Regions from separate parts of the Macaca fascicularis genome. Here region 1 is linked to region 2. Evidence: chromatin contacts called from public Hi-C data. All regions are on one chromosome and are shown on one strand. The core of a region is the stretch at or near the end of the contact, and the rest is flanking DNA. Distances in the headings are between cores, read along the strand shown.

Region 1 (6,649 bases), core at 2,836-5,335, 300 kb before region 2:
GTGTGGGGCGGGGAGCAGCAGCCTTGAGGTCAGAGCCAGGACCTTGGGGGCTGGGAGTGGTGTGCCTGGCTGGTGATCTTTGGCAGCAGGAGGCCTGGTGTCACCCTGGGGCCCAGACTGTGAAGGACGGGTGGCTTTGGGGCTCTGTAAGTTCCAGGGGGCCCAAGCATCTGTCCAGCCGGTGTTCTGTGCACTGCCCACCTGCCTGTGTTGTCACGAGGATGGGGTTTGCTAAGATGCAGATTCTTGTCTCTTCCCTAGTCTGAGTCCGGGGTCTGTGGTCAGGCCCGGGAATCTGTATTCACTGAGGCCCTTTGGGTCCTGCCTGATATCATAGCAGCCTGTCTTTACTTTGGGTGGAGGTTGGAGGTCTGCACGTCACCCAGGAGACTTACCAGTGGTGACCCAAGAAGAGGGAAGATGGCAAGAGGGTCTTTGCAGGGTTGGGAGGACCAGGCTGGAAGGACCTGGGAGGCCACAGCACCGACTTGGACTCGGTGCAGAACTCGCGGAAGCAGCCTGCGCTGCACGGATGGAGGCTGCTTTGCCCCACGTCTGCTGGTGTCTCTGAACTCCGGCTCTGACAGACGCCGCCTCTCCTGCTGACCGCTGCATCCCAAGATGTGTGCACCGCTTGCACACAGGGTGTCCCAAAGTGTTTGTTGAACAAAGGCATGATCAGTATTGGTATTGCCCCGAGACTCATGCCCTCAGCCCTGATTCGGGCACATGCTCATGTCAACCGCTGAAGTCCCTCTGGGGCCCACAAATGTGTCTGGACCAGAGGAAGAGTCAGCCCAGCTCCAAGTGCCTGGCGTCTGGGGCGGAAAGGTGGACGGGGCAACCAGAGTGATCACCCTCGGGGAGTCCGCTTTGCACTCCACTCGAGTCACCAGGAATATAACTCATTGGATCCTAAGTCTCGCTTTCCGAGGGCCGTTCTTAGAGTCCCCCGTATGAAATCAGGCTACAGCCAGAGAAAGTTCCAGAAATAAGAAAAGGTGAGATCGCCTACTGACCCTCCCATTTTGAGCACATGGAGACTGAGGGAGGGGAGAAACTTGCTCAAGGGCACTACACAATTTTTTTTTGAGACAGAGTCTCAAAGCTGGAAAATTCCTCTAACCACGAGGAATTTGAACGCTTATCCTGAATAGTGGAAAATGAACGTCTCATGGAGCTAGGGTCTACCACCACCTGGAGATCCACAGTCAGACGTGGCATAGGGGATGCCCTCCCAGATCCTGCTCTGTCTCCCAGACTGGAGTGCACTGGTGCCACCTCGGCTCACTGCAACCTCCGTCTCCCGGATTCAAGCGATTCTCTGGCCTTAGCCTCCTGAGTAGCTGGGATTACAGGTGCACGCCTCCACACCCAGCTAATTTTGTATTTTTAGTAGAGATGGGGCTTCACCATGTTGGCCAGGTTGGTCTCAAACTCCTGTCTTCAGGTGATCCACCTGCCTCAGTCTCCCAAAGTGCTGGGATCACAGGCATGAGCCAATGTGCCCAGCCCACCCCAGAAGTTATTGCTAGAGTGGTGGGGTAGGGACCCGGCCCCCAGCTCCCAGTGCTGGACATGGGCAGGGTAGGCGTGGGTTCCCTTCCAGCCCTGGCAAAGCCCTGGGCCATGCGTGCTTTTCCCCTCAAGTGTCAAGGCAGGCAGGGCTACTGCATAGTATACAAGATGCCCCATTGAGATGGAATCTCAGCCAAATGAGTCATGTTTTACTGTAAGCACATCGCAAATATTTCATGGGACACACTTATACTAAAACTTATTGTTTATCTGAGCCTCAAAGGTAATGGCGTGCCCTGTATCTTTATTTGCTAAATTTGGCAGCCCTAGTAACGGGAGCTGGAGGGCTTTTGTTATTTGCCCTCAAGCAGCATTTCCTGGCATTGGCTTCAGTGACCAGTTGTCTCTTGAAATGTCCCATGGGCAAAAGGGAAGAAAACTGGGAAATACTGTGTTAAACTTGCACAATTCCTTTTTTTTTTTTTCTTTAAAGAAAAGCCTAGCCGGGTGTGGTGGCTCACACCTGTAATCCCAGCACTTTGGGAGGCCAAGCAGGGCGGATCACAAGGTCAGGAGTTCGAGACTAGCCTGGCCAATGTGGTAAAACCCCATTTCTACTAAAAATACAAAAATTAGCCGGGTGTGGTGGTGGGCACCTATAATCCCAGCTACTCGGGAGGCTGAGGCAGGAGAATTGCTTGAACCCAGGAGGGAGGTTGCAGTGAGCTGAGATCATGCCGCTGCACTCCAGCCTGGGCAACAGAGTAAGACTCTGTCTCAAAAAAAAAAAAAAAAAAAAAGAGAAAAAAAAAAAAGAGAAAAAAACCTATTAGCGAACAGTAGGGCTTATGAAAATGAGGCCGGGGGATGTGTCACTTACTCAACGGTCTTGGCAAATGGGATCTCTAGGCTGGTGAGGTTGCGTTCTTTTTTTTTTTTTTTTTTTGGAGATGGAGTCTCGCTCTGTTGCCGAGGGTGGAGTGCAGTGGTGCGATCTTGGCTTGCTGCAACCTCTGCCTCCCAGGTTCAAGCAATTCTCGTGCCTCAGCCTCCAGAGTAGCTGGGATTACAGGCATGTGCCACCATGCCCAGCTAATTGTTTGGGTTTTTTTTTTTTTTTATAGAGACGGGATTTCACCATGTTGGCCAGGTTGGTCTCGAACTCCTGACCTGGATTGATCCGCCCGCCTCAGCCTCCCAGAGTGCTGGGATTCCAGGCGTGAGCCACTGCTCTTGGCCCTGTACTCTTATTTCCAGGCTCACATGGCTTTGGGGAGCCTGCGTTTTCCAGAATGCTGATGACATTTCTGCTCCAGATCTGGGGAAGTGTTGGTGAGTCAGTACTCGGCAGGAGAGAAGGCTGGGGACAGTTTGGGCCCCCACAGGTGGCCGTTCTCCCTGCACAGAAACCCGGCCATGTGGTTGGCTGAGGCTGCCTGCTCTTTCTCCAGGCACCCACAAAGAAGGACGGACGAAGCAAGGGTGGAGTGAGTGCAGGGAGAAACGCTCCTCCCGGCCGCCGGCAGCATCCTGGGGAGTTAGCGATGTGGTGGCGGGATCACAGCTGTCTTTACAGGGAATGTCCCCTGGAGACACATCTTACTGACAGCATCTGTGGGCTGCCTGGGGTGGGGTGAGGCAGGAATGGGGTCGCCTGGCCCCTGCCCTGCCCACCTCTCACTCACCTCCACCCACCTGCTGGCTGGTCCCAGAGGCCTTCCTAGGTTCCTGGGAGGCTCTCCGCTGGGAGCCGGGGAAGTATCAGAGCCAAGGCGACATTCCCAGGAATAGCCAGAGGCCCCAAGGACCCATTGCCTCTCGGAACGGAAGGCCTCGGTGACCCAGGACCCTCCTGGGGCCATCACAAGTCTTTGAGTAACCACTGGGGCCCATAGGGTCAGCTTCAAGGCCACTCCTAATGGCCACCACGCTGACCAGCAGCCTTTCGAATGGGTTGGTCCTTTGGAACTGCCCCTGGCTGGTGGGTGTCCCTACCTGCCAGCCCCCGTCCTGCTGGTCTTGGCCTGGGTGGTGGGTTGGCCCCAGGATGGGGTGTTCCTCCTACCCCTGCCTCTGCTTTGATCACCTTTTTTTTTTTTTAAGACAGAGTCTCTGTCACTCAGGCTGGAGTGCAGTGGCGCCATCTTGACCCACTGCGACCTCCTGAGTTCAAACAATTCTCCTGCCTCAGCCTCCCGAGTAGCTGGGATGACAGGTGCCCGCCACCACTCCTGGCTAATTTTTGTGTTTTAGTAGAGACGGAGTTTCACCATGTTGCCCAGGGTGGTCTTGAACTCTAGAGCTTAGGCAATCCGCCTGCCTCAGCCTCCCAAAGTGCTGGGATGACAGGCGTGAGCCACAGCGCCTGGCTGCTTTGATCAGTTTGGGAGCACTATTCCAGTGTCAGGCTGCTGTGCTCGGAGGCTTGGGTGTCTGCCCAAGTGTCTGCCCCAGCCAGTCGCCCCTCTTAGGGTGGGACACCCTTTTAGGGCGCAGGGCTGGGCAGTTCCAGCAGCGTCCACCAGGGGGCGGGGCCGCACCGCACCAACCTGCGTCCTGGCCAGGGCTCCCTGCTCTCACCACAGCCCTCTCCGCCCAGCTTCTCTGGGCTTAGGCAAGGCCCCTAACTGTTCTGTGCCTCAGTGTCTTCCCTTTGAAGGGACTGATCTGCAGAGTGCCCGCTCTGGGGTTGGGCTCATGGTGAGGGCTCGGTGGCAGTCAGCCCTGTCCTGTTTACCCCATGGAGAAACTGAGGCTGGAGTGTCCACAGGACATGTAAAGTGACACCCTCAGGTGCAGCTGGCAGCAGGGCCCCAGGAGATGCTGGGAGGTGCCTAGATTTGTGGGGTTCTTGGTGTGCGCCCAGCACGCAGCAGTTCCAGTTGCAGTCCGGACTCTCTCTGGCATTGTGTTTTTGAGGTCATGTTTTCTGTGTGATACACAGAATACCTGCTCACTATAGCGGCATTTAAAGCCACACTGAGCCGGGCGTGGTGGCTCATGCCTGTAGTTTCAACTACTCAGGAGGCTGAGACTGGAGGATCACTTGACTCCAGGAGTTCAAGACCAGCCAGGGCAACACAGCAAGACCCCATCTGTACAAAAAATGTAAAAATTACCCAGGCGTGGTGACACGCACCTGTGGCCCCAGCTACTCAGGAGGCTGAGGTGGGAGGACTGCTTGAACTTGGGAGGTCGAAGCTGCAGTGAGCTGTGATTATGCCACTGCACTCCAGCCTGGGCGACAGAGTGAGACCGCATCTCTAAAAACAAACAACAAACTACACGACATGGAGAAACAGTACAATAGAAACTAAAAGGAGCCCTAACCTCGCCAGTCAGCACGTGACGGGCACCACTGGCGTTTCTATGGAGGAGAGTCGTTGGCATTCCTATGGGTTTCTGTTTCCCATTGGGTCCAGAGTGTGGAGCAGCTCAGGGAGGCCCTGGAGGGCAAGGGAAGGACGCAGCATGCGTTTTTGTGTGTTTGAAGGTTTTCTGGGAGTGGAAGACTCTGTCAGTGATGTGCAGGGGGAGCGGGAGGGTCCAGATAAGGCTCTTCCGGTGTTGTGTATCGATGGCCCAGAGGGTTTAAAATGGGATGTTTCCCCGCGTGCAGATGCCTTCTCCGTCACGTCCTGGGTTCCTGAGGACGAGGCACTTTGCCCGAAGTACACAGTTACCGTGGTTTCTTTTTGCCGCCCCACCCCCTGCCCCCAGCGCTATTAAGAAATGGATGTTGGCCTTGAAGTAGATGGTGTCTTAGGAAGGAGAAAATGCATTTCCCTTCCCAGTGCCTGTGGTGACCTCTGGGCAGAGTGGTAACCGCCCTGCCTGGCAGGCCCAGGACTCCCTGGGTCTCTCCGACTCTGCAGGGATGCCCCCCATGGCCTCCCGGTCAAGCCTGCTCAAGGGGCTGCCGTCCCCTGCTTCTGCAGAGAGGGTGATGACCGTCTAGGGGGAGAAGGCCTCTTCTCAGGGCTCAAGGGCCTCTATTAATAAAGTGACTGCTGACCCCGGACGTACAGGAGGGAGGAGGGGACGGAACGTTCCCAGGGTTGGCGTTTGGCCGGAGACCCTTCTTGCCTGACCCAGCTGGCCTCCGGAGCACTCCAGTTCTGCCCTGGGCCCCGAGGCTCCGATGGGCCGGAAGCTCTGCATGGACCAAGCTCTGGGGCTCCCCTTCCTCAGGGACGTAAATATCCCTGGACTGGCTCCCTGTGAGCATCCCGAGGGCCTGAAAAAAGAAGGGATGGAGCCTCGGGCCTACGGGACCAGGCGGCATTCAGACACAGGCCGTCCACCCTCCAGGAACTGGCTCACAGCCGTTCTGGAAACTTCTCAGGCTGCCCACGGTCCGGCTCTGCCTCTAGATCCCAGAGGCAGCCTGCAAGAGGGCTCTTGCTGTAATTCTCTCTCGTTCAGTTGTTCCCACGGGTGTTTGTGGATATGGGCTGGGGACAGGCGAGAGGACAAGTCCTCTCCATCGTCAGAAGCCCAGCCTGTGCCACAGAGACAGGAGGATGTGGTGCAGGCCAGTGAGCCCAGCTTGTGTGTCTCGGTTTAGCCACTCACAGACCCCCGCGCAGTTCTCTGGGGCTGAGGTCCTCGGTACCCCAGGAGGGGAGGCAGGCCATTTTAACAAGTCATTCTGAGGACAGCAAGGCTGGCGAGAGGTGGCCATTGCTGTTGCCTGGACAGACAGGTGAGAAACCCAGGGCACAGAGAGGCCACCTGCCGGCCCCAGGCCACACAGGGGGTGTGGAATGACTTTGGGATAACTCCACACACACCAGGGCAGCCCCTACTTAGGAGAACTTTGCAGCAACCCTGAGTGCGGGTTTTAAGCAGAAATGGAGGCCAGGCTTTGGGGATGGGTGGCGCCAAGAGGAAGGGGCTTTTCTGGTCTGAGAGGCCGAGTGGGGCCGGGGTCTTCGGGAGGGAGGCCAGGGCCTGCACGGTCATCGCTGTGCCAAGGAAGAAGGCACTCCAGGCGGGGACCTGGCCTAGGCAGAGGCCCCGGGAGGGCTGCTGGTGAGGCTGGGGGTTGGGGCTGGAGTAGGAGGTTGAACCTTCTTGGGATTGGCCCAAAAGATGTCACAGCACCAAAGTGTGGGCCAGCGTCAGGGTT
Region 2 (6,183 bases), core at 2,806-5,305:
TCCAGCTACTTACAGCCACGGTTTTCAGAGCATCTGCATGAGCTAGAGCTCCAACCAGATGGTGGGGTTGGAAGTACAAGGAGAGGAGAACGTGTGGAATAAAGCTCCTTGCTCTGAGCCCGTAAGCCCCCTCCGGGTGTGGGCTCCGTGGGTTGGTGCTGGGAGACTCACTGTCCCGCTGCCCTGCCTTCTCCCGTAGTTGGTGGCCCTTGAGACCACATGGAATCAATTTCCCAATTAAGCTAATTGGAAGAATCATGGCCTGCCTTTCTGGTTATCAGCCTGGGAGGGCAGACTGGTGCCTGCCCGCCGAAAAGTCCATAAACGTTGAGCTATGCTGGTCAGACCACTGGATGGTATCCCCTGGTCCAACCTATTTTTAAGGACTTCCTGAGATCACTCAGGCTACTGTGCGTGTGCCTGTGAACTTCCAGGTCCTGTACCTGCATGTTATAGGAGGAAGTGCTGGGGGTGGGGTGTGGAGAGGCTCCTGAAACTTGTCTATAACAAGGCATGGCCATCTGGCTCTCACTTGGGTGGTCCTTCTTAGGTCTAACTGCAATCTCTCTTGCTGCTGACTCAACATGCCCCCTTCCCCTCCCCAGTGGTTGGGGCCCCAGGTGAGCGCTGGCCGGCAGGGCTGCTCACGATTGCTATCTGAGACCAGCCTGGAAAGTTGCCATTTTCGTTAAAACCCTTAGACACAAATCTTCCAAAACGTTTCTATGAGGAACCCAAAGGAACCCACGTCAGGGACATCCTTAGCTGGATGAGCAGCCTGGGAGCGGCCGGCCTGGGACAATCTCTGTGTGACCACAGGCTCATCCTTTCTGCTCCGTCGAGGCCTCAGCTTCTCCTTCTGTGGAAGGAGGGAGTTGTTCTGGAATCCACATCCGATGGTCCGTGTGATTTGGTGGGGGCAGGAAGGAGGCCTCCCCCTCCTCTAACGCTGCCTCCCTGCTGCCCAGGATCGTAGCAGCGGGGTTCTCTCCTGAGGGTTAGGCACTACCCTCCCCGGGGCTCTCTCCTGAGGGTTAAGCACTGCCCTCCCCGGGGTTCCGTCCTGAGGGTTAAGCACTGCCCTCCCCCAGGCTCTCTCCTGAGGGTTAGGCACTGCCCTCCCCGGGGCTCTGTCCTGAGGGTTAGGCACTGCCATCCCCGGGACTCTCTCCTGAGGGTTAAGCACTGCCATCCCCGGGGCTCTCTCCTGAGGGTTAGGCACTGCCCTCCCCGGGGCTCTGTCCTGAGGGTTAGGCACTGCCATCCCCGGGACTCTCTCCTGAGGGTTAAGCACTGCCATCCCCGGGGCTCTCTCCTGAGGGTTAGGCACTGCCCTCCCCGGGGCTCTGTCCTGAGGGTTAGGCACTGCCATCCCCGGGACTCTCTCCTGAGGGTTAAGCACTGCCCTCCCCCGGGCTCTCTCCTGAGGGTTAGGCACTGCCCTCCCCGGGGCTCTGTCCTGAGGGTTAGGCACTGCCATCCCTGGGACTCTCTCCTGAGGGTTAGGCACTGCCCTCCCCGGGGCTCCGTCCTGAGGGTTAGGCACTGCCCTCCCCGGGGCTCCGTCCTGAGGGTTAGGCACTGCCCTCCCTGGGGGCTCTCTCCTGAGGGTTAAGCACTGCCCTCCCCGGGGCTCCGTCCTGAGGGTTAGGCACTGCCCTCCCCTTTCTCAGAAGCTTGCTACACATTTCAGGGTGGAAAGGGCCCGACCTCATTCTTGCTGGGAGTCTGAAGAGGTTTGAGCAGGGCCCAGCACGTGGCCACACAAAGAACACTTGCTCTCAAAACTGAAGCTCCACCTTAGGTTCAAGACAGATGCCACTGCTTCCCCAGAGGCAGCCACCACCAGGCCCCCCGTTCTCGAGCCCCCCTCAAGACGTGGGCCAGGCCCCGTTTGGCTCCTCCACTGCTGAAGAGGTGGAGCCAGGGGTGACAGGAGCAAGCTGCATGAGGACAGGGTTGGGTTTTGGCACCATCCCAGGCTGGCTCTGTGACCTGGACACGTCATAACCCCTCTTCCTGCCTCCGTCCCATCATCTGTAAAGTGGAGGTGACGCCAGCTGCCCTGGCTCCCGCTGGGCTGTAATTTTGTCTGTGGTTTTCTCCGCCTCCTCCTGTCTCCCGCCCCAGTCGGGACTCATTCAAGCTGATCATCTCCCAGTGGGGTGCTGGTGGGCTCTGGTCACTGTGCAGGAAAGGGTTAACTCAGCAGGCCCGAGTTGTCCACACCCTGCACATTCCAAAGGAAGGTCTGGCTCTGGCCTAGTTCCTGGGAGGTGACCTCTGACCTCTACCCACTTGCCATATACAGTGTGATAAGTGTCTGTGTTTGCTTGGGGGTCTTGGGCCACCCTAGTGACCGTGCTAATGATGTCATTTACAGTGGGACCTTGGGCTATGCTGTATCAGCTCATCATCCTGGGGATGAGACCAAGGCCAAGCACACGGACAGTCAGGCATGTCTTTGCGATGGATCCCCAGTAGGAACCCTGGGCGGGTGCACACCATTCTGGGAGAATTGAGCATTGTCTGCCCGATTCTACTGAGACGGGACCCCTGGGTGCTGGAGTCTGGTCTTGACTAAACCCTGCCGTCTGGAGATGGCTGTTTTGCTGGTTCAAGGCTGTGTTCTTTCACGGTGCTGAACCCTGACCTCCAGTATTGCTGCCTGGCTGAGTTCTGTGAGCCAGTCCGGCACGTCCCTGAGCCTGAGGGTGGTTTGCGGACCCTGAACTGCAGTGTCAGCATTTCTGTTGATGGGTTCTGAAGGCAGGTGACAAGGAGGTGTCAGCCTGGGTTGACTACGAACTTTCAAGTCCTATTTCTGAAACAGCCCATGGAAGGTTCGGGGGCCATTTTTCCCCCTTTAGACATTTTGCTGAGCCTTCGCCTGGCCTTGACACCTGTCTCCACTTGTCCACATTCCCAGCTCTGCCCACCAGGGACTGTGCCCACACCCAGGGATGGCCTAGGTCAGAGAGGTACAGGCTGTGGACTGAGGTCGGGTGTGAGCCTGCCCTGCTTGCCCCCTACAGTTGGGAATCCTCTGGATGAGGGAGGCAGACAGGACAGAGGGACACCGCAGGAGAAACCTACAGGACCCCCCTTCTCCTGGAAATGCTGGACCTGCTTCTCCAGAGACCCGCACGTGCGGCTCTCTCAGGAATGCCTTGGGCCCCCACAGCCTGTGTGCCCAGCCGCCAGGCCTCTGATGAAGCCGCTTCCTCGCCTCGGCCCCCCTTCCCTGCCTGTGCCTCAGGAAACCCTGGGCCTCCTTCAAGGTCCTTCCCTTGTAAGCCCCTCCGTGTCAGGCTCTGCTGTGTCTTCCGAGACCGCACCTGTCCTAGGTGCCTGGGTCCAGGTGAGACACTCCCTGCTGCCAGCAGTGGACAGAGACTGGTTTTAATTAAAGCTCCCAGCAACCAGCCCTATCGCCGTGGAAACAGAGGTTCCGGTGGAGACGTGGCTCCCAGGCCACACGTATAAGTAGCGCAGCTGGGAGTGGCGCCCAGAGCAGCCTGAACCCAAAGGCTGATCTTGACCGCAATGCCCTGCTCCTTCCCGGCCATGGTCTCCACTCGGCCCACAGCTGGGCCCGGGCCGTAGCGGCCAGGGAGGGGCTGTCCCTCACGCACCCTGGCCCCACGGCCTTGTCTCTCAGCACCCAGACCCCAGGCACAAGGAGGCAGGGGGTTGGGACCTGCCTGGAGCCTGCTGCTGCCCCAGCTGCTGACGTGGTCGCCCCCGCCCACCCTGTAGACGTGGCCGCCCCCACCCTGCCACGTCGCCACTTCCACCCTGCAGGCAGGAAGCTGCACACTCTCGCTCTCTTTTTGTAACTTCTTGGAGGGTTGTAGTTGCAGGAAACATCTGGATGTGGTCCAAGGAACATAATAAAAAAAAAAAAAAAAAAGGGAGAGCAGTGGGGAGAAGGCAGGGCTGGGGGAGGTTTGGAAAAGCCATCTGATTTCACTTTGCAAAGACAACTGCAATTATGCCTCTGAGGGTTCGCAGTCACTTCAGATTCAAGCCATGCGGTGACGTCAGTGGGAAACTATGAAGCTCGCGGACTGCGTGGTGACACACACCCCACGAAACACGGCTCGGGCCAGCGGCCGGCCATGCTTCAGCCCGACAGCCCACCAACAGGGGTCTCTCCCAGGAGGGAAGCTGAAGCTGGGCGAAGGGGTCCCTAACTGTGGACATGCTGGAGTGCCCCCTCTCTGAGCTCCAGCTGTGCCTTCCCCTGCTCAAGCTGCATCCACCCTGTCTGACGCCATAGGCTCCTGGACAGAAATGGCCCAGCCTTGCCTAGAGCTCAGCTTCCACTCCAAGACAGAGCTATGAGGGTCCAGGCTGGCAGGGGGGCCATGGCCAGGCCCTCAGGGGTCCCTGCTTTCCAATTGCCCCAGGATCAGCGGTTTCCAGTGTCCTGTAGCATGCAGCTGGGTGTCACCATCGTCCCAGCATCCTGTGGGGTGGGCCCAGGGTCTGTGTCCCTCTGTGTCCTGTGGGGGAGGCCCAGGGTCTGTGTCCCTCTGTGTCCTGTGGGGGGGGCCCGGGGTCTGTGTCCCTCTGCTGTGTCCTATGCGGTAGGCCCAGGGTCTGTGTCCCTTTGTGTCCTGTTGGGGGGGCCCAGGGTCTGTGTCCCTCTGTGTCCTGTGGGGTGGGGCCGGGGTCTGTGTCCCTCTGTGTCCTGTGGGGGAGGCCCGGGGTCTGTGTCCCTCTGTGTCCTGTGGGGGGGGCCCGGGGTCTGTGTCCCTCTGCTGTGTCCTATGCGGTAGGCCCAGGGTCTGTGTCCCTTTGTGTCCTGTTGGGGGGGCCCAGGGTCTGTGTCCCTCTGTGTCCTGTGGGGTGGGGCCAGGGTCTGTGTCCTGTGGGATGGGGCCAGGGTCTGAGTCCCCCTGTGTCCTGTAGGGTATGGCCGGGGTCTGAGACCCTCTGTGTCCTGTTGGGTGGGGCTGGGGTCTGTGTCTCTCACAGTGTTCCCAGCTTCTGGTCACCATCTCTGTCCTTCCTGCCCTGGGGTCATCCTGAGCTGGGTCCTGCCTGCGTCTGAAATCTGAGGAGCTGGGGTGATTCTCTTTGCTGAGATGGGTTGGTCCTCTTTGCTGCTTCTCTGCCTGAGAGTCCAAGGGCTTCTCTGCCTGAGAGTCCTCAGGGACAGTGCCGCACCCTGATGGAGCCCCGGCCTCTGGGAGAAGGACACAGCCTCTCCCAGACCTGCCCCAGACCCCTGAGGCTTTTTAGAGCCAAGGTACCCCAGGGCAGGAAGGGTTTGCCTGCCACGTGGCAAGTACTTCTGCCTTGAGGCTGTCACAGACAGGGTCTCTGGACTGTGGTGTAGTGTCCTGTCACCTCCAGGTGTAGTCTCAGAAACACCTTGAAATGAAACCCGAAGGAGAAGCCCAGTTCCGTGGTGTGGATGAGTGTGTCTGCCGGAGGCCTCGGAGTCGCACCCACCAGTGTTTATTGACAGTTGACTGGGGCTGTGCCGTGACACCCAGGCCCTGCCCTCTGGCACTCAGTCTACCAGGGGCCAAGGACTGCAGCCCTCCCTCTGGGCTCGCCTTGGCCAAGCCTCTGGTGGACTTTTAAGGCCCATGGGGAGCCACCCCACAGACCCCCCTCCCACTCTGCAGATGGGCAGCTGAGGACCCTGCAGACGGGCCCAAGCAGCAGGGCCTGTGCTCGTCGAGGCCTAATGGCTCCCACCATGGCCAGGGTGAGATGCAGAGAGCCTCGGAGCCTGCAGTGGGGCCCCGGGGTTTGACGTTGGGGCCCTGCCTGGAATGGGGCCTTGGCGTGATGGGAGCCGGGGGCGGGGTGGAGCCTGCCTGGGCCGAGGGGCTGTCTGGTCGGGAGCGATTCCTCAGCAGCAGAGCCTTGAGTCATGGCTGGGGCCTCCCGGCCTCTGGGGGGGCCTTAAGACATTTTTTCCATGGAAAGTAGCTGCTGGCTCTCTGCTTACCGGGGAGCTCTCTGTCCCCTCCCACCGCCTGCCGAGGGTTTGGTGGGGGCTGTGGCAGTTCTTTGCTGGACTTTCCACTGGCCTGGATGGGCTGAGAGCTCCAGGCAGGGACCGGACAGCCAGACTCTGGACCCAGTCCCAGCCTGCAAGTGCCTGTCCTCTGAGCCTGAGTTTTGCCTTCTGCCAGGGTGAGGGCTCTGGGCGAGGCTGGA

Evidence for each region. Hi-C and Micro-C count contacts between places; a contact is called where the count stands out from the background.
Region 1: a contact with region 2 is called in a Hi-C map of liver, with 3 times the contacts expected there. The contact joins two enhancer-like sites. A contact is called at or near these places in 2 of 2 Hi-C or Micro-C datasets (liver and skeletal muscle).

The regions. Positions count from the first base shown.
Region 1 is chr15:5,201,082-5,207,730 of T2T-MFA8v1.1, reverse strand. No RefSeq gene overlaps it. Among named protein-coding and RNA genes, the nearest start is that of BRD3, 36 kb to the left of the region's middle. Within about 2 kb of position 4,085, at least 1 of the 6 cell types and tissues checked has an H3K27ac peak or open chromatin away from gene starts, as enhancers often do. A contact at or near this core is called in liver, where this site is marked.
Region 2 is chr15:4,898,128-4,904,310 of T2T-MFA8v1.1, reverse strand. No RefSeq gene overlaps it. Among named protein-coding and RNA genes, the nearest start is that of RXRA, 140 kb to the left of the region's middle. Within about 2 kb of position 4,055, at least 3 of the 6 cell types and tissues checked have an H3K27ac peak or open chromatin away from gene starts, as enhancers often do. A contact at or near this core is called in liver, where this site is marked.